7 separate regions of the Mus musculus genome follow, and all the other regions are linked to region 5. The links are chromatin contacts, called in public Hi-C, HiChIP or PLAC-seq, Micro-C and promoter capture Hi-C maps. All regions are on one chromosome and are shown on one strand. Each heading gives the region's core, a stretch centred on a gene start, on an enhancer-like site or on the middle of the called end of the contact. The rest is flanking DNA. Distances are from core to core; before and after follow the strand shown. Region 1 overlaps Frmd5 (FERM domain containing 5). Region 2 overlaps Frmd5 (FERM domain containing 5). Region 3 holds the start of Mfap1b (microfibrillar-associated protein 1B). Region 4 overlaps Frmd5 (FERM domain containing 5). Region 5 holds the start of Mageb3 (melanoma antigen, family B, 3). Region 6 holds the start of Wdr76 (WD repeat domain 76). Region 7 holds the start of Duoxa1 (dual oxidase maturation factor 1).

The links. Promoter capture Hi-C pulls out the DNA fragments that hold promoters and counts their contacts. A called contact is a pair of places that touch in the nucleus more often than the background predicts. HiChIP or PLAC-seq counts read pairs in DNA pulled down with a chosen protein or histone mark.
Region 1: a contact with region 5 is called in a promoter capture Hi-C map of hippocampal neurons, with 5 times the contacts expected there. The contact joins the enhancer-like site here to the promoter of Mageb3 in region 5. A contact is called at or near these places in 12 of 39 promoter capture datasets (the 3T3-L1 cell line, the C10 cell line, the HPC-7 cell line and 7 more), 1 of 15 datasets of contacts at CTCF or cohesin (the NIH/3T3 cell line), 4 of 484 Hi-C or Micro-C datasets (embryonic fibroblasts and embryonic stem cells), 20 of 115 datasets of contacts at active chromatin or transcription factors (T-cell acute lymphoblastic leukemia, astrocytes, bone marrow-derived macrophages and 13 more) and 3 of 9 other capture datasets (adipose tissue, embryonic stem cells and liver).
Region 2: a Micro-C map of muscle stem cells shows a contact between it and region 5, with 8 times the contacts expected there. The contact joins the enhancer-like site here to the promoter of Mageb3 in region 5. A contact is called at or near these places in 3 of 39 promoter capture datasets (the 3T3-L1 cell line, cranial neural crest and hippocampal neurons), 1 of 484 Hi-C or Micro-C datasets (muscle stem cells) and 4 of 115 datasets of contacts at active chromatin or transcription factors (embryonic forebrain, embryonic stem cells and pancreatic cancer cells).
Region 3: a promoter capture Hi-C map of hippocampal neurons shows a contact between it and region 5, with 7 times the contacts expected there. The contact joins the promoter of Mfap1b here to the promoter of Mageb3 in region 5. A contact is called at or near these places in 8 of 39 promoter capture datasets (the C10 cell line, cranial neural crest, hippocampal neurons and 5 more), 6 of 115 datasets of contacts at active chromatin or transcription factors (T-cell acute lymphoblastic leukemia, astrocytes, effector CD8 T cells and 3 more) and 1 of 9 other capture datasets (pancreatic islet).
Region 4: a promoter capture Hi-C map of the HPC-7 cell line shows a contact between it and region 5. The contact joins the enhancer-like site here to the promoter of Mageb3 in region 5. A contact is called at or near these places in 5 of 39 promoter capture datasets (the HPC-7 cell line, HPC-7-derived erythroid cells, cranial neural crest and 2 more).
Region 6: a Hi-C map of liver shows a contact between it and region 5, with 1.9 times the contacts expected there. The contact joins the promoter of Wdr76 here to the promoter of Mageb3 in region 5. A contact is called at or near these places in 11 of 39 promoter capture datasets (the C10 cell line, the HPC-7 cell line, cranial neural crest and 8 more), 1 of 484 Hi-C or Micro-C datasets (liver), 15 of 115 datasets of contacts at active chromatin or transcription factors (the 230-238 cell line, astrocytes, bone marrow-derived macrophages and 10 more) and 4 of 9 other capture datasets (adipose tissue, embryonic stem cells, liver and 1 more).
Region 7: a contact with region 5 is called in an H3K4me3 HiChIP or PLAC-seq map of bone marrow-derived macrophages, with 2.5 times the contacts expected there. The contact joins the promoter of Duoxa1 here to the promoter of Mageb3 in region 5. A contact is called at or near these places in 1 of 115 datasets of contacts at active chromatin or transcription factors (bone marrow-derived macrophages) and 2 of 9 other capture datasets (adipose tissue and liver).

The regions. Positions count from the first base shown.
Region 1 is chr2:121,586,985-121,589,859 of GRCm38.p6, forward strand. The region is part of intron 2 of Frmd5 (FERM domain containing 5); the gene reads right to left. Among named protein-coding and RNA genes, the nearest start is that of Wdr76, 82 kb to the left of the region's middle. Within about 2 kb of position 1,252, at least 78 of the 459 cell types and tissues checked have an H3K27ac peak or open chromatin away from gene starts, as enhancers often do. A contact at or near this core is called in the HPC-7 cell line, astrocytes, embryonic limb bud and 3 more, where this site is marked.
Region 2 is chr2:121,627,058-121,630,088 of GRCm38.p6, forward strand. The region is part of intron 1 of Frmd5 (FERM domain containing 5); the gene reads right to left. Among named protein-coding and RNA genes, the nearest start is that of Wdr76, 120 kb to the left of the region's middle. Within about 2 kb of position 1,519, at least 31 of the 459 cell types and tissues checked have an H3K27ac peak or open chromatin away from gene starts, as enhancers often do. A contact at or near this core is called in muscle stem cells and pancreatic cancer cells, where this site is marked.
Region 3 is chr2:121,472,632-121,475,393 of GRCm38.p6, forward strand. Mfap1b (microfibrillar-associated protein 1B) reads right to left here and starts at 1,392. Exons shown (of 7, transcript NM_001081975.3): 1 at 1,203-1,392. The coding sequence starts at 1,281. It also overlaps the pseudogene Gm14018.
Region 4 is chr2:121,663,019-121,665,759 of GRCm38.p6, forward strand. All of the region lies in intron 1 of Frmd5 (FERM domain containing 5), which reads right to left. Among named protein-coding and RNA genes, the nearest start is that of Frmd5, 140 kb to the right of the region's middle. Within about 2 kb of position 1,408, at least 10 of the 459 cell types and tissues checked have an H3K27ac peak or open chromatin away from gene starts, as enhancers often do. A contact at or near this core is called in the HPC-7 cell line, where this site is marked.
Region 5 is chr2:121,954,545-121,957,348 of GRCm38.p6, forward strand. It overlaps Mageb3 (melanoma antigen, family B, 3), which reads right to left and starts at 1,548. Exons shown (of 1, transcript NM_008545.2): 1 at 1-1,548. The coding sequence starts at 675. It overlaps Ctdspl2 (CTD (carboxy-terminal domain, RNA polymerase II, polypeptide A) small phosphatase like 2), which reads left to right and starts at 1,457. Exons shown (of 13, transcript NM_212450.4): 1 at 1,457-2,073.
Region 6 is chr2:121,505,423-121,508,310 of GRCm38.p6, forward strand. It overlaps Wdr76 (WD repeat domain 76), which reads left to right and starts at 1,301. Exons shown (of 13, transcript NM_030234.2): 1 at 1,301-1,441. It overlaps Mfap1a (microfibrillar-associated protein 1A), which reads right to left and starts at 1,234. Exons shown (of 7, transcript NM_026220.4): 1 at 1,041-1,234. The coding sequence starts at 1,119.
Region 7 is chr2:122,312,276-122,315,038 of GRCm38.p6, forward strand. Duoxa1 (dual oxidase maturation factor 1) reads right to left here and starts at 1,455. Exons shown (of 10, transcript NM_001305262.1): 1 at 1,395-1,455; 2 at 1,124-1,169; 3 at 657-773. It also overlaps a transcript of Duox1 not described here.

The DNA of each region.
Region 1 (2,875 bases), core at 2-2,501, 370 kb before region 5:
TACTCAGGATTTCTTGGCATGTGACAAGGATGGTTAAAGTCTTAATTTCTTGGGATAATTGCCTGTAACTAATGTGCAGGATAATATCCTGTCCCACATTTTTTTTTATTTCATGTGTATTGCATGTATGTCAGTGTAAAGGTGTCAGTTCCTTTGGAACTAGAGTTACAGACAGTGGTGAAGGCCTGTGTGGGTGCTGGGAATTGAACCTAGGTCTTCTCGAAGAGTAGTCAGTACTCCTAAGTGCTGAGCCATCTCTCCAGCCCACCTCCCCATGGGTTTTTATAGCTAAAATATAGTCAAACTACATTTTTCATTTTCCTCTACAGCACTTAAATTTGAGGGAAGGCAGCAATGAGACCATTCTAACCTCTCTCTTTTAAAAAGATATTTGTACAGCGTTGAGTTCCAGGACAGCCAGGGCTACACAGAGAAACCCTATCTCGGGGGAAAAAAAAAGATATTTGTATGTGTGTGTGTGTGTGTGTGTGTGTGTGTGTGTGTGTGTGTGTAGGTCAAAAGAGGGTGTCAGAAACCCCAAAGCTAGAGTTAATGGTGGTTGTGAGCTGCCCCATGTGGGTGCTAAGAACCAAACTTGGGTCCTCTGGAAGAGCAAGAAAGTGCTATTACCAGCTGGGCCATCTCTCTAGCTCCAGATGACTGTAGATCAGTTTCCCACATCTCTGTGGGTTCTTGATAACATTCATTACTGATGCCTGACGCTCTTAGATTAGGCAAGCAACTTGTCAACTGGCAGAGAGCTAAAACTGCTATTATTTTGGGGTTTGATTTCTTGGAAGTCGCTTAAAGATGCTGGCTGTAAGTTTCCAGAGGACAGCAACTGACTTGTTTACCATACTAGGGCTCCGCATGTGGGGCAACACGAGTTGTGGAATGGGCAAAGGGCTAGGTTTCAGAGTGCCCTCTTTCCTGGCTACTTCTTCTTACTGTAACTGTCTTGGCAGAGACTTTCTTCAGCAGGAAAGCAGCCAAGGCCATGCAGACAGCATCCTGGCCTCCCTTGGTTCCCAGCTCTCACCTTCTGGGCTGGGCTGTGGGTCATGTAGTTAATGGACCCACTAAGAGCCAGGACTGTCGGCTCCATGTGGATAATCTGGGCTGACATTCTGCTCTCTTGCTTCCTCTGATCCGAGCTCCCACGAGGCTGGCAACTTATTACAGCCACTCAGCGTGGCTAAGAGGCCCTTCTCACATTACACGGCCCACCGCAGCTCTGCTTCGCAGGGAAGCAGAAGTAAGAGGTGCAATTGCACAGAGGCGACTGTAGCTGCAGCTTTGCCTGGGCAGGTGCAGGAGGCCTGTCTGGTTCAAAGCATTCTAGGACTGCATAGCGAGAAGAACACAGCAAGTACTGGGGACATAGCACACAGACCTTTAGACTGACAGGTAAGAGAAATAAGATAGAAATAATAAAGGAGCTGCCTGAGCCATGATCGCCAGAGGGCTCATGAGCTCAGTTACTAGGAGGCCCCTCCCCCTGGCAGTAGCAAGAGACAGCTTTTGTTTGGACTGTGCTGAGAACTCAGGAAGGACAGAAGCAGGAGAACACCAGGAAGGCTTGGACAGCTGTCATCACAGCTCCTCTGAGGGACTTTAGAGACCCAGTGGAAAAACCATGAGACTGTTCCAGCAATGTGGTGACGCATCTTGGAGACCGAATCCCAGAATTAATAGCAAACTGAGACCATGAGGCAGGATCAGGAAAAGAGGCAAGACTCAGGGGGAGACAGGTCAAAATGCAATAATCTTCATGCTTTGAGGCTTGAAAGGGTGCAAAAAGGTCGTGGAGAGGACAGAGGCTCAGGCGGAGCTGGAAACAGAGGGCACAGCAGGAGGCAACTCCTCCAGGAGAGAAGGGTGGAGAGACAGGAGCCCCAAGACACCCAGTGAGCAAGCAATGATGAAGATCAATGTGAGCTTTGGGACCACCTTGGAGCCAAGGCAGGAGGCTTTCCTCACGCCTCTGGGATTGAGGAGCTCACTTCCTGTATCTCTGCTATGAATTAGTGGATTTAGAATACGTCCTCATCATAGATCGTCTAAGACCTCCCATGACTCTCAGGCCTCAGTGCTCCATGCTCCTTTTCTGAGGCTCAGAATCACCCCCACTTGGGCTACTTTGTGATTTCAGCCTGATACCTCAGAAATCACGGAACCAGACAGTCCTGGGCTCCAGACTGGCCTTGCTACTTACCCTGGTTGGACAACCTGTCTTAATCTATTCATTTGGAGTCTAATCATTGGCCTTAAAGGTTGCTTGATGGAGCACATGTTGAGCTCTTGATTCAGCACCAGGTACTACTTGGTGCTCAGTCTACATCAGCCTGGTAGATGTAGACTGTCAGCTTAGCTTACAGCAGACTCTCTCTAAAGGGGCATGTCTCTTCTTTCCCAGTCTTCTCTTGTTTACCCTTCTTTAATCTGGATCAACTCCACAGTCATCCTTTTCTCTTCAAGCACATCCTACCCTAACTGAGAAAGCGATCAACAGGACACATTTGTCCCTTGCCTTTTTATACCACCAGCTCTGGGGGAGATGAAGAGATCTTGGTATATATACCCCACTCCCCAAGAGAGAGCACTTAGTCCAAACAAACACTAGGGGCAAAAGAAAAGCCAATACCCCAAACTCCCACCACTTCCTGGAGAATGGGCACATACTGTAGTGAAGACAGTTTGGTTCTTGCTCTCTGGGCACTTAGTGATTACATGTTAAGGTCTAGAGCTAAGGGCAGCATGCCAACAGGGCAGAGCAAGGGGCAGACTTTGAGGATAAGTCTCCATGATGCTGTTCACAGCTCTGCCAGGCTGGGAGAGGCAAGATAAATACATGAAGTGTGGGGACTAGGCTAGT
Region 2 (3,031 bases), core at 269-2,768, 330 kb before region 5:
GTGATGTTTTGTCTGGAAGGAAGATGTGACAAACACTTACTGTGCCTCAGGGGTGGCAGGGCTCTGGCTTTGTTATTAGAGATCTTATCAAGGTCAAACATGGAAACCTTTAATTCCAGCACCCAGGAGGCAGAGGTAGGTGGGTCTCTGAATCCAAGACCAGCCTGCTCTACAAAGCAAGTTCCAGGCAAGTCAGGGTCATACAATGAGACCCTATCAAAAATTAAAAATAAAAAATACAATAAAGAGCACAGAGGACCACTTGCTCCGCATCCACTCCTATGGCTACATCACATAGCATTGTTGGGGACCGAGCTAGAGAGGCCTTCTAATGCATTAGCACCTCGAAAAACACACGCAAACTGTTCTCCTCGCCAAGTGCAACCCTTCTCTTTGGATTTTCTTCAGTGTAGTCTCTTGCTTTAATTAACCCCAGCTATGAGCACAGACCACCACTTCACAGTAAGCACCGCTGGGAGCCAATCAGTGATCTGATTCCTTACCTGATCTTTCTAGTCCGCTAGTCCTCAGGCTTATTAAATTCTTGAAGAAATCTCTTCTCTTTGGGCAACCATGCTATGCTATGCTAAGCTATTGCAGCCCTGGCCAGATTTCAGCCCAAGGTGTCCCCTGGGCCAGGGAAGCTCGCACAGTCATCAAATGATATAACTGAACCGTCAGACCTTGTGGCCATGGCTTTTCCAGCCTCCAGAGTGACAGAGAGCCTACTACTTCATACAGGAGTCCATTCCATCTCTGCACAGCTGTTCAGAATAATAGCTTCTAGTCACAGCAATGACTGCTACCCAGGCTACATGCCTACCCTTTAGATACTTGATACTCTCTAGTCTTTATCTCTCAAGTCTTCCCCCCTCAGGGAACACCTACTGCTTACATCTAGATCTTTCACGTGACTTATTTCTAGGTTTGCTCAGTGCTCCAACGTTCTTACTTGCCAATATTTTTTTTAACTTGGCCACTTTGAGTACAGTTTTCTCACATAGCAAAGCTATCAAATTCTGATCTGAGTGCTGTATTTACCTAATGCAACATAAACCTAAATATATTTGGTCTTTCGGGGAATTTACACTGTTGGCTTTACGCAAGCTGAAACATCTAGAGCCCTACCTCAGATATTCTCCAAAGTCAGGCTTCCCTCATCAATGTAGCCACTGGAGAGAAATGCAAGATTCCCTATGCTTGGTATATTCTATTTGGTTGATATTTAGCCCCTTGTTTCAGTGTGTTACAATCCTACTGAAATGTATCAAATTTAGAAAAATAGGTCACTCCAGAGAAGGCCCTTTCCCTTAGACGGATAGTCACTGCATGGGGGAGTTTGACTTAAAACAGCTGTTTCAGAAGGGTGTTGCTTATCAGGGCGACTCAGTTGAGAAGGAATTCTGCCCTGACCCCACTTTTCTTAGTCATTCTTTCAGTTAGAGAATGCTGAGAGAGGAGACCGGAGCTCTGCGGCCTGTGGGTATAGACCATAATCCCCGGGGCACCTACAGAACAACTAGGAACGTGATCACTTTTGAGTAATTCTTGTTAGCTCTTTTGCTAGCTTTGAGCTGACCGGCAACATTCAGTAGCACAAAAGCATGACGCTGCTCTCCGACAGGCGTTTATTTCTCCATGCAGTCACGGGGCCCTTAGCCTCATTGCCAGACTTAGCTTTTCTTTCTCTTGCCAAACCCTACCTCATTCAGCTAATTTCTTTCTCATCATCAAATATTTCACTATTTATTCCTCAGGTCTTAAAAATATGTTTATTTATTTTTTAAAACTTATTTATTTTATGTATGTGACTACACTGTCACTGTCTTCAGACACACCAGAAGAGGGCATCAGATTCTGTTACAGATGGTTGTGAGCCACGATATGGTTGCTGGAAATTGAACTCAGGACCTCTGGAAGAGCAATCAGTGCTCTTAACCTCTGAGCCATCTTTCCAGTCTCATATTTGTTTATTTTTAAATTATGTGCATGTGTGTATGCGTCTGTGTGGGGTTACGTGCATGGGAGTGCATGTGTGTCTGGAGGCCAGAGGGTATGGGATCCCTTGGCACAGGAGCTATTGGCAGCAGTGAGCCTCCCGACATGGGTGCTAGGAACTAAACTCCAGTTCTCTGTAAGCGCAGCCATGTGCTATTAACTAACTGCTGAACCACCTCCCTAACCTGATTTGTCAGGCGATTCTTGGGAGCTTACCACATATGAGAGGCACTCAGCAGAAAGGTGAACAAGCATATGAAGAAGAGGCAGAGAGGATGTACTTTCCACACAGTATAGCAAGTGGAATGGGTGTGTGTGTGTGTGTGTGTGTGTGTGTGTGTGTGTGTGTGTGTATGAATGCACACCAGAGAATGCTCTAGCTAAAGTGGGATGCAAGAAAGCTGAAGTGAAAGCTAACAGAAGTCCTTAGGGCTGTATAGCAACTGACTAAAGGAAAAGGGCTATCGAGGGCTTGAGAGATACCCTAGCAGGGAAAGTGCATGCTGTGCAAGAAGGACCTGAGTTTGCGCCCCCAGGGCCCATGTAGAGGAAGCCAGGCATGACACCACACATTTGGAATCCAAACAGTGAGCAGGTGGAGCAAGGTAGATGCTCAGATCTCTTTAGCTGGTTTGGCAGAATTGGTAAGCTCCAGGTTCAATGAGAGACCCTGTCTCAAAAAGTACAGTGGAGAGTGACAGAGGACAATGCTGATGCTGACTTCTTGTCTCTAGATGCATATGATGTGTGTGCATGTGCACACAACACACACACACACACACACACACACACACACACACACGAGGGAAAATAGAAGACGGGGGTGGGGGAAGAAGCCAGACAGGCTGGTCATGGAAGCATTCTAAGAAGAGAATGACAATAATAAGGGTTAGGGTCTGAGAACTCTATGAATTCCCCCTTCTTCCTCTCCCTCTCCCTCAATGGAGGACAGAAGTCTCCTATGAAGTCACTGAGGATACACACAGGACTGTAGATACTCAATTCTGCAGCCATCTTTATAGTTCATATTCCT
Region 3 (2,762 bases), core at 142-2,641, 480 kb before region 5:
CAGCTATTATTAGCCCAGCCATCAAGCCTAAAGTTCCTAACTCGTCTCTTCTCCCCACAAGGTGTCTATGTGGATGCTCGGGGTCTGACCTCAGGCACAGTAAGGGCAGCTCTCTTCCTAGCTTCTCTCTCTGCGGTGCTGTGGCAGCCTTTACGACCTAACTTAACGTTCTGACTAGCCAGCTTCTACCTTTTCCTCCAGCTCTTGTGCTGAATCGGGAGATCTCTTCTATAACACAAACAGGGTGGAGCTCAAGAGGTGGCTCAGCAGCTAAGAGGCTCTGCTGCTCATACAGAGGTCCTGGATCAATTTTCCAGCATCTGCATGGCAGTCTGTTACAGTCTGATACTCCAGGCCCTCCTCTGGCCTCTGTGGGTACTGCACCCACATGGTGCATATCCATGCATGGAAGCAAAGCATTCATACACTTAAAAATAAACAAACAAAACAATTACAGTGAAAAGAAACACACAACATAGGCCTCTAGCTCACTTTCTTCTTTTTTTTTTTAAAGATTTTATTTATTTATTATATGTAAGTACACTGTAGCCGTCTTCAGACACTCCAGAAGAGGGCATTAGATTTCGTTATGGATGGTTGTGAGCCACCATGTGGTTGCTGGAATTTGAACTCAGGACCTTGGGAAGAGCAGTCGGTGCTCTTAACCACTGAGCCATCTCGCCAGCCCCACTTTCTTCTTATATTTTGATTTTTGTTACTGTTCTGCCTGTGAGCCTGGCCTTTAACGGTTGAGCCATCTATGCAGCATTATTATTATCATCATTTGTAAGGATGCTATGTGTGGATATGTGCACAAGCGTAGGTACTGGCAGAAGCCAGAGGTGTCAGATCTCCCTAGACTTGGGGTCCCAGGTTGTTGTTGAGTCACCTGAAGTGACTGCTGGCAATTGAACTTGCGCCCTGTGGTACAGCAGTACGTCCTCTCAACCGCTGATCTGCCTCTCCAGCCTCCTTTACTTCATATTTCGAGAGAGATCTCCTCACTAAATCGATCAGGTAGATGCAAGTGGATCCCGCTATCCCCTTTCTCTACGCCACCTGTGACTTTAGGCGGGACGCAGGAAGAAACTGCAGCTAGGTTTTAAGGGCCAGCCGAGCTGGCATGGTCGGCGTAAGGCAGGTTTGAGAGATACTCAGGATGAAAGAGTTCAGAGCCAACCGGAGGGGAGGGGAGCCCGTACCTTTCTCGTTTCGAACTGGGACGGCCCCAGCCGTAGACTGGATGGGCGGCTGCTTCATGAGTGCGCTTGGGACCGACATGGTGACGGCTGCCGCGGAGACTCTCCAAAACGGACTCAATCCCAACAACGAAGAGCAAGGAGCAGAACGCCGCGTCCCACAGGCTGTGCTGGACACAGCTGCGCAACTGACAGAAACAACTTCCGGCAGAGGTAGAGGAACCGGAAGTACATAACAGAGGATTGTGGGTAATTGGAGGGCGGCTGAGCGCTGATCGCTTAAAGGGCTAGCTTGAAATTTGTGCGCTTTCCTAAGGCAATTTTCTCGTCTTCAACCGCTCAAGAACTGGAAGGTCCTCCTGTCTGACAGTTGTTTCTTTTGGTTTTGGTAAGGTCCAGGAAGGTTCGGATTAAAGATTTTATTTATTACATTTTAGGAGAGACTGTTGGTGCATACTGTTTAAAGCTAGAAGTGTGGCCGAAAATGATGGTGCACCCCTTTAATCCCAGTAAGAAGCAGAGGCAGGCGGATTTCTGAGTTCGAGGACAGCCTGGTTTACAGAGTGAGTTTCAGGACAGCCAGGGCTACGCAGAGAAACCCTGTTTTGAAAAAACAAAAAAGAAAAAACAAATAAAAAATAAAAAGCTAGAAGTGTAAAGTGTTTCATCCGGATACGTGGGTCACGTCTGTAATCCCAGCATTTGGGAAGGTGAAAGAGGATTGCCGTGTTTTGTAGGCCAGCTTAGGCAACAAGAGAAGACTCTTCAAAAGAAAAAAAAAAAAAAAAAAAGGAGAATCCCTTAGGGGCCAATTGTTGATTTGGACACACATGCCCTTATTCTAGCACTGGAAAGACCGTGGCAGGTGGATTTCTGTAATTGAGGCTAGTCGGTCTACACAGTAAAAATTCTGGGAGGGAGTACAATATTATATAGGACTTTGAAGGTTCTGTTAATATAATTATCAAATTTTTTCACCTGTGTCCTTGCTTGGTGAAGACAGGAAATTGACAAACTTTAGTGAGGATTTTCAATGAGTCAAACAAGGACGAAGCTTACAAGCAGAAAAGCTTTAGAAGGCCAGAGTAGACAAAAATATTTTTGTTGTTGTTGTTATTATTAAAAATGTTTATTGGATTATAACCACATTACCCTCCCATCTAAATTAAGGGGGGGAGCCCCAAAGATATACATAAAAATAAGAAGTTCAAGTTAGAACCCCTCAGAGTTTGTAAACAACTATGCACTAAATGTTAACCTGAGAGAAACAGAAGTGTCTACCTTTAGCAAATTCTGCCGAGTGTGATGGCTCACACCTTTAATCCCAGCACCGGGGAGGCAGAGACAGGCAGATTTCTGAGTTCGAGGCCAGCCTGGTCTACAAAGTGAGAAACCCTTTACAGAGAAACCCTGTCTCGAAAAAACAAAACAAACAAACAAACAAAAACAAAACAAAACAAAAAACCCCAAATTCTTATTATTGGGGTGGGTGAGCCATGCCATATATGATGATCAGAGGACAATAGTGAGAAATGGCCCTTATGGAGGCTCTGGGAGTAAGAT
Region 4 (2,741 bases), core at 158-2,657, 290 kb before region 5:
ATCCTGTAAGCTGCCTCCTGACCTCCACATGGGCTCTGTGGCTGCATCTCCTCCACTGTGATAATTTAAAACACTCCAAATGAATTAGAGGCTGACTCAAAGACACAGGGTGGGACAGGGAGAGGAAGGAATGTCAGGCTTCCAATTTTTTTTCCAATTCTTTTTCTCACATAGATCAATAAAACTTTTTGTTTAAAACAAGCATGGTGGTACACACCTTGGGAAGTGGGGACAAGAGGAGGAGAGTAAGGCCCCTTGGCTACATAGAGAGTAAGAGGCCAGCCTGGGCTATGTGAGACTATTTTTAAAAAGCCTTTGCTCTTGAAATCCCAAGTTAGCACTCTCCACTTGTCTTCCGTCCGTGAGTCTTACTGCTGCAGGGTCTGTACAGGGAAACACTAGCACAGGAAGGCTGGTCTTTGAGGGGGGTGACAAGAGCTGATGCAAACCACACGCGGAATGTGTCTGTCACTGTTTTGTCCCAGGCTGGGCTTTATTTCATCCAATCTGGAAAGTTCTAGAGTCGATATTAACATAGCTAGTGTATCCAACTGACATCTGCCTTGTGCTTACTGATGCCGATCTAGCGCCATCAGAGATGCTCTGGGGAAGACAACCCCAGGTATTTTAAAGGGATCAGAATGATTATTATTTTTTAATAGTCAGAAAGGCTAGTCAAAAATATTTTTACAGCCCATTAAATAAAAAAAGAATAAAATCCTTGACACATTTAACACTAAATGCTGACTTGATAGTATTTTCTGCCTTCTAAATATTTTCAATTATCATTATGATTCCTTTGAATTTATATATTTTGGGCAAAACAATGATCTAAATAAGAATTTTTATGAGTCTTATTTTCAAGTAATTTTTATTTGTTTTTGTTTTATGTGCATTGGTTGTTTTGCATTTTTTTATGTATGTCTGAGTGAGGCTGTCAGATTATGAAGTTACAGATCATTGTGAGCTGGGAATTGAACCCGGATCCTGTGGAATCGCAGCCAGTGCTCTTAACCACTGAGCCAACTCCCTAGCACTCCCTCCAGCCCCAGCCCCAGCCCCAGCCCCAGCCCCAGCCCCAGCCCCAGGTTGGTTGCTGTTTGTCTGTTTGTTTTTGCTCTTTCAAGACAGGATGTCTTTGTGTAGCCCTGGCAGTCCTGGAACTCACTATATAGACTAGGCTGGCTTTGAACTCACGTGTTCCACCTACCTCTCCCTCCTGAATTCTGGAATTAAAGGCATGGGCCACCATTGCCTGGCTTGAAAGAGTCCTTTAACATAGAAAAAAAAAAAAAAACCCAAAAACCCAACAACAAACACTAATGGCTGTGTCTACCACCATGTGCTAAGGTAAGTGAGCTAACATTTGCTCAGTGCTGCTGGCTGCTACTCTTGCTTTGTACAGCAGCAGCTTGGGTCTACTGCCCTCAGCTGACTGATGAAAACCAGGGCCACTGAGAAGCTATGTGTCTTCATTTGTGTGACAAACAGGGGCTTGCGAAGTTAAGTGTTCTGGGATGTGGCTTGGTAATAATAACAGAGCTGACACAGGATGCTCCAGGCCCTCAGTCTGATGTCCTGGCATCACCACCAAGGAAGGAGAAAGAGAGAAAGGGGGAAGATCAGAGGAGGAGGAAGGAGGGGTCACTAGGTGCCAGTGAGGATAGGGAGGAAGACAGAGAGGAAGTTAGATAATGGGTGTTGAAGTACAGTTAAGTTCTTGTCTTTTGTACTCTACTGGTGTGACTACGGTTTATAAAAGCCTATTATGTATTTTATGAAGGGGAGAGAGAGAGAGAGAGAGAGAGAGAGAGAGAGAGAGAGAGAGAGAGAGAGAGAGAGAGAGTTTAAAGGCTCCAAACACAATGAAATGATGAGCAATAAATGCTAATTATACTGATTTGATAATTATACATTGTACACATGTACTGAATTATCTCTGTACCCCACAAATATGTACAATTACTATGTCAATTAAAGAGAAAAAATTTTTAAAATCACCACATAAAATACCCTAAGTATAAAAAGCCCCAGAATTAGAAGCATGCATTCTTTTGTTTTGTTTTGTTTTGTTTTGTTTATGTTAACAGAATATTCTACACACTAATTAGCTCATGACCTAATTAGTGTTCCACATGTAAACATGAACTATTGTTGGCTTTGAAATAAAATCTGGTATGGAAGGATCAATGGAAGAATTACACAGAGCTAGGAGCGTCTGAGGAAATTAGAAGACATTGCCTGTGTCTGGAGCAGAGAATGCAAATGAAGGCAGATGCCCCCCTCCTCCCCAGGTGAGGGCCTAATAGTCTGGAGGGCTACTGTGGTGAGTGCCCTTTACAGCCTTTCTCAGAGTCAGAGAGGTGTGGCTTTCTCTGTTAAACAGGATAGGTTCTGGGCTACAGCCCCTAAAAGCACCTGTTCTCACCAGCCTTGGCCACAGGGACTCCAGCAGCAACCATGGTCAGAACCATTCCTTATTTCCCTCCCCCCTTTGATTTCACTTAGTGTGTTACATCTTAATCAAAAACTGTCCCATGGAAAGTCTTCCTTTCCATCCTGATATCTGTCTCCTTTCTACCCTGATATTTCTAGAATTTAAAATTACATCGGAGGGGCTAGAGAGATAGCTCAGTGGTTAAAAGCACTTGCAGCTCTTCCAGAGGACGCAGGTTTGATTCCCAGCACCCACATAGTGGGCTTTTAACTCCACCTCCAGGGAATCTGATGTCTTCTGGTCC
Region 5 (2,804 bases), core at 298-2,797:
AGCATATACCCCCACTCCATGCAGAAATTGCCAGACCTCTTGCTCAGTGGCACGGTTACCCTTCATGAAGATCACACCTAGGACAGACATTAGGAGACCTGTCCTAGGCAACCCCCAGTTACTACTCAAACTTCCCTCAGTGGAAAGACCCAGTTTGCCCACCAGCAAATAGGAATGAGTGCTGGGATCAATTTCCTTCAACTCAAGACCAAAGACCAATTCTAGGCGTGCAGAAGTTCTCCTGAGGATCTCAGGGAATTGCTCCTTATACTTCTTGTTAACTACTGCCAGCATTTCACTTCTTGTAACTGCTTCTTTCATCTTAAATTTATCTAGCAGGAATTCTATCAGCACACTAGCCTTCCTCATGATAGGATCTTTCAGTGTGTGCTGAATGGAAGTCCCTGCCTGGGTGCCATCTGAACTTTTTGTATCAGGCAGGACAGTAGCATTTCTACCACCTATACCAGAGCCTGTGCAGGATACACCTGCACCAAAAGATCCAGGGTTTTTCACACCCTGAGGAGCAGAACCACCAGGGAAGCTGGACCCAGCACTCAGGTCAACAGGAGAAGACCCTGCTTCCTCTGCAGTGGGCTGAACTACTTGAACCTCCCTGCGTGACTGCTGTCGTTTAGCACGGGAGCGGCTCTTACTCTTTTGACCCCTAGGCATGTTGACTGTGCTCAGGACTGAAGTAGAAGAGCTGACAGGCAGGAATCAGGACTTCCGAACTCGTGGATCAAGCTCTTTTCTGCAAACCCTAGGATTGTTCTCTTCAGACTGGCGTCCAAGCCTCTCCTGTCTCAATCAGCATTTCTTATAGAATAATGAGATCAGCTTGGAATTTCAGTCAAAAGTGCTATCTAGACCAGTGTTTCTCAACTTGTGGGTTGCAACCCTTAAGAGGTCAAACCACAGGTTGAATAAGATCATGGGAAAACATATTTGCATTCCGATTCATGACACTAGCAAAATTACAGCCATGAAGTAACAACAAAGATAATTTTATGGTTGGTGGGGTCATCATACATGAGGAACTCTATTAAAAGCGTTTCAGCATCAAGAAGATTAAGAATCATCCAGATTCTAGATGGAGCCCACAGTCGTGTGTGAAAACCCATTTGAAAGACTCGAGTTTTAAGCGTACAGGATCACTGCCCACATCGCGAGGAAGGGAAGGGTTAAGAGTCTCCTTCATAGGTCCAAGGGCAACAGGGGCTCCCGCTAGCAAAGTGACCTAGGAAGAGAACCTCGGGGACACTCCGCGAACCTCCGAAAGCACCGGGACCAGGCTGGGTCTGGCCATCGGGAGCGCAAGGCACTGGCTCCCGCTCCAGCGCGCCAAGCCGTTAGCACCGCCCCTTCCCGCCGGCTCCACCCACCGCCGCCTAGTCGCTAACCCTGGCCGCTGGGTGCGCGGCGCGTTCTTAAACCCCGCCTCCCAGGCCAGGGCGCGCTCTCCTTGTCGCCCGGCTCTAGGCGGTTCCGTTAGCGGCGGGAGGGAAAACCGCCCCCGGCGTCCCCGCCTCCGCTGCTAACGCTTTCCTCCCTACTCCCCCTGCGACCACCCCGCAGCCCGCTACGGAGGCCCCCGAAGTACAAACGTCCCCCACGCTCCGAGCCCCATCGGAGGCTGAGTCCAGTCTAACTCCTCGGGCCCTAAGCTCATTTTTTTTTCATTGTTTTTTGTTGTTGTTGTTTCTTGTTTTTCTTTTGGTCAGGAATTCGCTCTGGTGAGTTCCCTAAGGCGGCAGAAACTTCAGCCTCTTCACGGTAGTAAAAGTTGGTTTCCCCTCCCCCGCTGCCGCCCAGGCCTCCCGCATTCCTTCCCTCCCGCCTCTCCGGATCGGGGCGGGCGGGGGAGGAGGGAGCCAGAGCGCCTGCGCAGGGAGGCCGCTTTCCATCCGGGTCCCTGTCCGTGCGGTGCAGCAGGTCGGTAGGCGGGAAATGGCGACTGGCTGAAGGAGCTGGTTCTGTTGCTGCTGAGGGATAAGCGGGAAAGACACCACCTATTGCGCAGTCGGGACCATCGCCGGAGCCCGAAGACACTTTTCTGTCGTCACAGTGAAGGTAATTCCCTTGGTCCAGACGCTGCCGTTGCTCCGAAGCTCAGTCCTCTCTCAGGGCCGTCTGCCGGGATCTCCTCCCCTTCTCTAGCCGAGCCCTCAGCGGTTCCAGCAACGTCCGTAGGCATGCACTGTTGGCGCCTTGTACGTCCACTGTCGTGGAAGCTGCTCTGGCTTGGACTTTCCCCAGGGAACGGCCAGGGAGCTCACTTCCCGCCAGCTTCAGCTCTTAGGCTGCGGCCTGTGTTGTGATTTCTGGGGTTAGATTTCACTTTGCTACCCACCCCCAACCCCATCTCACGTTCCCAGTCTCTGACCCCGTGGACCCGATAGCTAATTAAGTTAGATTGCCTTTTCGAACCTTCTTGTGGGCCCACGTAATGTTTTTGGTATTTCATTCTTGTAGGGTGCATTAGGGGGGCGTTGCTCTCTCTACTTGAGCTCTTACAGACATCCTTTGAGAATCTGGAAAGAGGTTCTTGGAGCTTCTGTCGTTTTCTGTACTGCTAAAATGTTGAGTTGACATTACTACTTTTTAAAGTCAAGTGTGGTAGTAAAAACCAGCGTGTGTAGGAGGCCTCTGATTTCCGTAGTGGTTAGTTAAGGGTGAATCTTAATTCTATTTAGCATGTTGTTTACGTTGGGTAAGTCCGTATGAGTTTACCTTTGCGTTCTTGACCAGGATTCTGTGATAAATAATTGCATAAATAAATAGTGTTTATTTACTTCTCGCCC
Region 6 (2,888 bases), core at 51-2,550, 450 kb before region 5:
ACTCCAGGCCCTCCTCTGGCCTCTGTGGGTACTGCACCCACATGGTGCATATCCATGCATGGAAGCAAAGCATTCATACACTTAAAAATAAACAAACAAAACAATTACAGTGAAAAGAAACACACACACAGGCCTCTAGCTCACTTTCTTCTTCTTCTTCTTCTTCTTCTTTTTTTTTTTTTTTTTTGGTTTTTCGAGACAGGGTTTCTCTGTGTAGCCCTGGCGTCCTGGAACTCGCTCTGTAGACCAGGCTGGCCTCGAACTCAGAAATCCGCCTGCCTCTGCCTCCCGAGTGCTGTGATTAAAGGCGTGCGCCACCAGGCCCGGCTCTCTTCTTCTTCTTTTTTTTTTAAAGATTTTATTTATTTATTATATGTAAGTACACTGTAGCTGTCTTCAGACATTCCAGAAGAGGGCATTAGATTTCGTTATGGATGGTTGTGAGCCACCATGTGGTTGCTGGGATTTGAACTCAGGACCTTGGGAAGAGCAGTCGGTGCTCTTAACCACTGAGCCATCTCGCCAGCCCCACTTTCTTCTTATATTTTGATTTTTGTTACTGTTCTGCCTGTGAGCCTGGCCTTTAACGGTTGAGCCATCTCTGTAGCATTATTATTATCATCATTTGTAAGGATGCTATGTGTGGATATGTGCACAAGTGTAGGTACTGGCAGAAGCCAGAGGTGTCAGATCTCCCTAGACTTGGGGTCCCAGGTTGTTGAGTCACCTGAAGTGACTGCTGGCAATTGAACTTGCGCCCTGTGGTACAGCAGTATGTCCTCTCAACCGCTGATCCGCCTCTCCAGCCTCCTTTACTTTATATTTCGAGAGAGATCTCCTCACTAAATCGATCAGGTAGATGCAAGTGGATCCCGCTATCCCCTTTCTCTACGCCACCTGTGACTTTAGGCGGGACGCAGGAAGAAACTGCAGCTAGGTTTTAAGGGCCAGCCGAGCTGGCATGGTCGGCGTAAGGCAGGTTTGAGAGATACTCAGGATGAAAGAGGTCAGAGCCAACCGGAGGGGAGGGGAGCCCGTACCTTTCTCGTTTCGAACTGGGACGGCCCCAGCCGTAGACTGGATGGGCGGCTGCTTCATGAGTGCGCTTGGGACCGACATGGTGACGGCTGCCGCGGGGACTCTCCAAAACGGACTCAATCCCAACAACGAAAAGCAAGGAGCCGAAAGCCCTGTCCCACAGGCTGTGCCCCACACAGCTGCGCAACTGACAGAAACAACTTCCGGTAGGGGGTAGAGGAACCAGAAGTACATAACAGAGGATTGTGGGTAATCGGAGGGCGGCTGAGCGCGGATCGCTTAAAGGGCTAGGGTGAGATTTGCGCGCCTTTCGAGCAAGTTTCCCGCCTTCGACATTTTCCAGAACTGGAAGGTCCTCCTGTCTGACAGTTGTTTCTTTTGGTTTTTGGTAAGGTCCAAGAAGGTTCGTATTAAAGATTTCATTTATTATGTTTTGAAGAAACTGAGTATATTAGGAGAGACTGTTGGTGCATATTGTTTAAAGCCTAGAAGTGTAAAGTGTTTTATACGGATACGTGGGTCACGCATGGAATTCCAGCATTTGGGAAGGTGAAAGAGGATTGCAGTGTTTTGTAAAATTAAAAAAAAAAAAAGAAAAGAAAAGAAAAAGAAAAAAAAAGAAAGATAAAGAATTAAAGGAGGAAATCCGTTAGGGGTCATTTGTTGGTTTGGACACACACGCTCTCAATTTTAGCACTGGGATGACCGAGGCAGGTGCATCTCAGAAACTGAGGCTAGTCGGTCTACATAGTGAAAATTCTAGGAGTATTACATAGGTCTTTGAAGGTTAATAATTATTAAATTATTTCACTTGGGTCCTTGCTGGGTGAAGACAGGAAATTGACAAACTTTAAGTAGCGAGGGTTTTCAATGAACGAAAGAAGGAGGACGCTTACAACCAGAAATGCCTTAAAGTCTAAAGTAGACAGAAATCTTTTTTTCTGTTATTTTTATTTTGGAGCTGTGTTGAACAGGCAAGTTTGTTTTTGTCTCTACTTTGGTGGTTGTTCACTTATTTCCTCCCTGAGTAGCTAGGATTATCTCCCGGTGTGCCTCTTCACTTGACACAGAAATTTTATATTACAAACTCATCAGCCTAAGAAGTTATGTTGCTGAGCTTCGGGTGCCATTCAGCAGTGGAGCACTTGCCTGTTCTGAGCTCAGTGTAGTATGGAGCAGGGAATTCCATGGAGAGTAAATGTTTTGGGAAGATAATTGTTTTGATTCATGGCAAGTCAAGAGAGTGTTTGGAAAAGGATTAAGAAGGTCCTGACTCGATGAAAGTCGGTGTGGGGAAATCTCAGTTGGTAACGCCGGTTTCTGAGGCGGTCAGTTTTTTTTTTTTAACCTTGCGACAGTGTTGTAAGTAATCTGGCTTGTAACTCAGAGTAATAGAGGATGATCTGGAAGTTTTGATCTTCCTGTGTTGATTGCCTAAAGCTGAGATTACAGGTGTGGGTCCCCATGCTTTAGTTTATGTGTGTGGTACTGGGGATAGAATTCAGGGTCTTTGTGTATTCTAGGTAAACTTTCTACTGAGTTATGTTCCTGGTCTGTGGCTTAGCTATTAAAGTCCTCTTCTGCCACTGCTGCCAGACACAGTTCTGGTGTTGTAGCCCAGATTGACTGAATTGCTACTTGTTGTTGTCTATCATCCGTTAAACCTGTGTAGAGGATGGGTCACAGGCCTTGGCCAACACTGGCCATCCATCCGCAGATTTTCTTTATTTAGAAGCAGGTGGACAGGTAGTCATGTGCAACTTAAACCAGCTTTTTCAGCACTTAGAACCCAAGCAACATGAACTGCTTACTTTCCTTTCTCTCTCTCTCTCTCTCTCTCTCTTTTCCTT
Region 7 (2,763 bases), core at 205-2,704, 360 kb after region 5:
TGGAACCTCTCTCGAAGCTTGACAAGATTTTTTTTCCTAAAGCCTTCCTCTGCCCCCGCCCCCATCTACAGAACCTGCAAAGTAAGGACTGCTCGCTTTCTATAAGGGTAGTTTAGGTGACAGTCTAATATTGTCAAGCACTCTGATAGGTGAGACACGGCTACCGAAATATGATAGTTTATTTCTCTGATTGAAGTAAAGCCCATTAAAGGTTTACAGCCTTGCCTGGCTAAAGGAAGTCTTTTTCAGGACCGCCTAACCTAATCCTCCTTCCTAAGGAAGTTAGAGGTGTGTGTGTGCTGGGGGTGGGGGGAAAGCGGGGGTGTGAATTGGGGGAGAAGAGGTTGGGCGTGTGTGTGGGGGGGGGGCGGGTAGTGATGGGTGGTGGAGGATAGGGAACTGAGCAATCCAATCTACCCAGACTCCAGTTAAGAGAAATAAAGATTCAGTATTGACAAATCTTGTGACTCTCATAACCTTAAGGAGTTCGCCGTGCTTAAATTTTTTTTTTTTTCAAACTTTTCCTTCACAAATCCCCCCTTGATCTGAATTGGTCTGTGTAGACTCAAGAAGTGCGCCCCTGGAGGTCGGTACCGGAACAGCACTTCAAGGTCTGATCTCATACCTCTGAGCCCACCCGATCCATGGTTCCCTACCTTCCTCTCTTTCAGATACTGTGCGCATGGCACCTGGCGCTGCTCGTCTTTGGGCACTCACTCACAACGCTCCTGGTCGTGGGGATAGGGCAGGAACCGGGTCCAGACGTGGACGTCCTGTCGCCAAAACCATGCACTTTGTTCAGGCAGAATCCCTTCCAATTCCCCATTCTTCTAAGTCAATTGCGGACCAGGTTGTGACTCCCATAAACCCAGCCTGGTGTCTTCTCCGCCTTCCATTTCAAGTCATTGTCAACTTTCTCGTACTTGGCACTCCGCCCTCGAACCGAACCAGGGACAGACTGGCGTGCTAGGACAGCGCCCCAGCACTGTGCCCTCTGCACCCAACCCCTAAGATCCCCGATTCCTACCCATGCCAGCACCTCGGGCAGCTGTAACACAAACGAGGCTCACAGGACGGTGAGACCTGGGAGGTTCCACCAGGAAACCTGGTTATCTAGACTTACAGGTTTTGGGGACAGATGGATACCTTGCTTTGGCGACAGGTCTGATCTGTAGGTTAATGTTGGGAGATTTTGTTTTAGAGCCCTGGCCCCCGACTGTGTGGGGAGAATTTGGGAACAGCTCTCCTGCCCCACACCCTGTTTATCTTCCACCCTCTTCCTCAGCCCCCAAGAGTTGGAACTTGGGGAGAGAGACTTGCCCTTCCCGCCTCCCAAACGGCCAACGTGCCTGAACCCTCGGCACCCAGGAGCCCTGCATCCTACAAGGTCTCACCTTTCATGCTCCGGTCCCCTTTCACGCGGGTCCCCGCGCTAGCTTCTATTCCGCCCTACTGTGCCCCGCCCCAGAGCTGGGACGCGCTGTCCGCTCTTCACCCCCAGCCCCGCCCGCCCCGACTCAGAGCTGGAGAAGCTGCCAGAACGGAGGAGCGGGCTACAGCGAACCCGGAGTCATCCAGGAGCCTATCCGCAGTCCCAGGCTGGGGCGACCAGAAGCTAAGGTCAGATCCTTGAACATTTCTCCTGGCCCACGAAAGTGGGTGCTCCGAGAGAGAGGGCTCTAGGGGTGGGGACAGCGGAGGAAAGGGGTACCGGTGGTCCTCCTTTTCTGCGGAACAGGAATTGTAGCCTCGTGTGCCTCCAATCTTTCCCCGAGGCTAAAAGGAACCTTGCTAAGGCCTGAGCTCAGCACACTGACTTTGAAAAACTAGGGTCATCTGGTCCTGATAATGTTGAATGACCTAGTTTGTTTGGGCCTAGAGGGTTTCTTGGCACCATCACATTATGCCAAGGAGAGACTTTGTTGGTTCTTCAGTATACAGTTACTCCCTGGGTCTTCAGGATGGAATCTCTGTGGCTTTAACTCATTTCGCTCTCCTTCCCACCTCGGGGCCAACAGAGTCATGATTCTAAGACTCTGATTTGGAAAAATGGCCATGTGGACAAGAACCAGACAGGCGTGTACTCTCCCAGATCTGCCGCTGCCTGGGGCCTCATTGCCCTGGAGTTGTGCCTTCATTTCCAGATTGTTTGGGAAGTTACCACACCCAAGTGGCTGTGTAAACTGTTAAGGGTTACCTACCCACAGAGACGTTATTAGCATGGCTACTCTCTTTTCTAATTTGTCCCCAACAATTTGGCCTGAAAGCCTACAGGTTGTTAGGGATGGATCTACATTTGGAGTCCAGGCTCCTGAAGACTTGACTGGAAGGGGAAGGAGGTCAAACTGTTTGGATTAGGGGAACTCAACTATGGCCTGCCACTCTACCATACCCAACACACCACCTTCAGATCTCCAGTGCCCGGCTCCTCAATTATTACCAAAGGCCACACTCCAAAGAACCTCTAGATAGATGGAATAATGAGTTGGGGGCTGGGCAGGGTCTGGGATTTTGCACTTGTTTAGTAGGAGATTTGGGGAGTTGTGAGTCACCTGTGGGTTCTCACCTTCAACTAGATAGCACATTTAGAAGCCCAGGCTGAAGATGGGGCTTTATCTGAGCATGTGACTTTCAGCACCCCGCCTCCAATCTTCAGGTTGTCTTTAGGATGTCTTCAGGATGACATTTTGTCAGAGGAGTCCTGGCATGAGTTGCCTGCTGCCTCTGTTTACCTGTGGTCCCACATGGTTTGTTGGCCTCTGG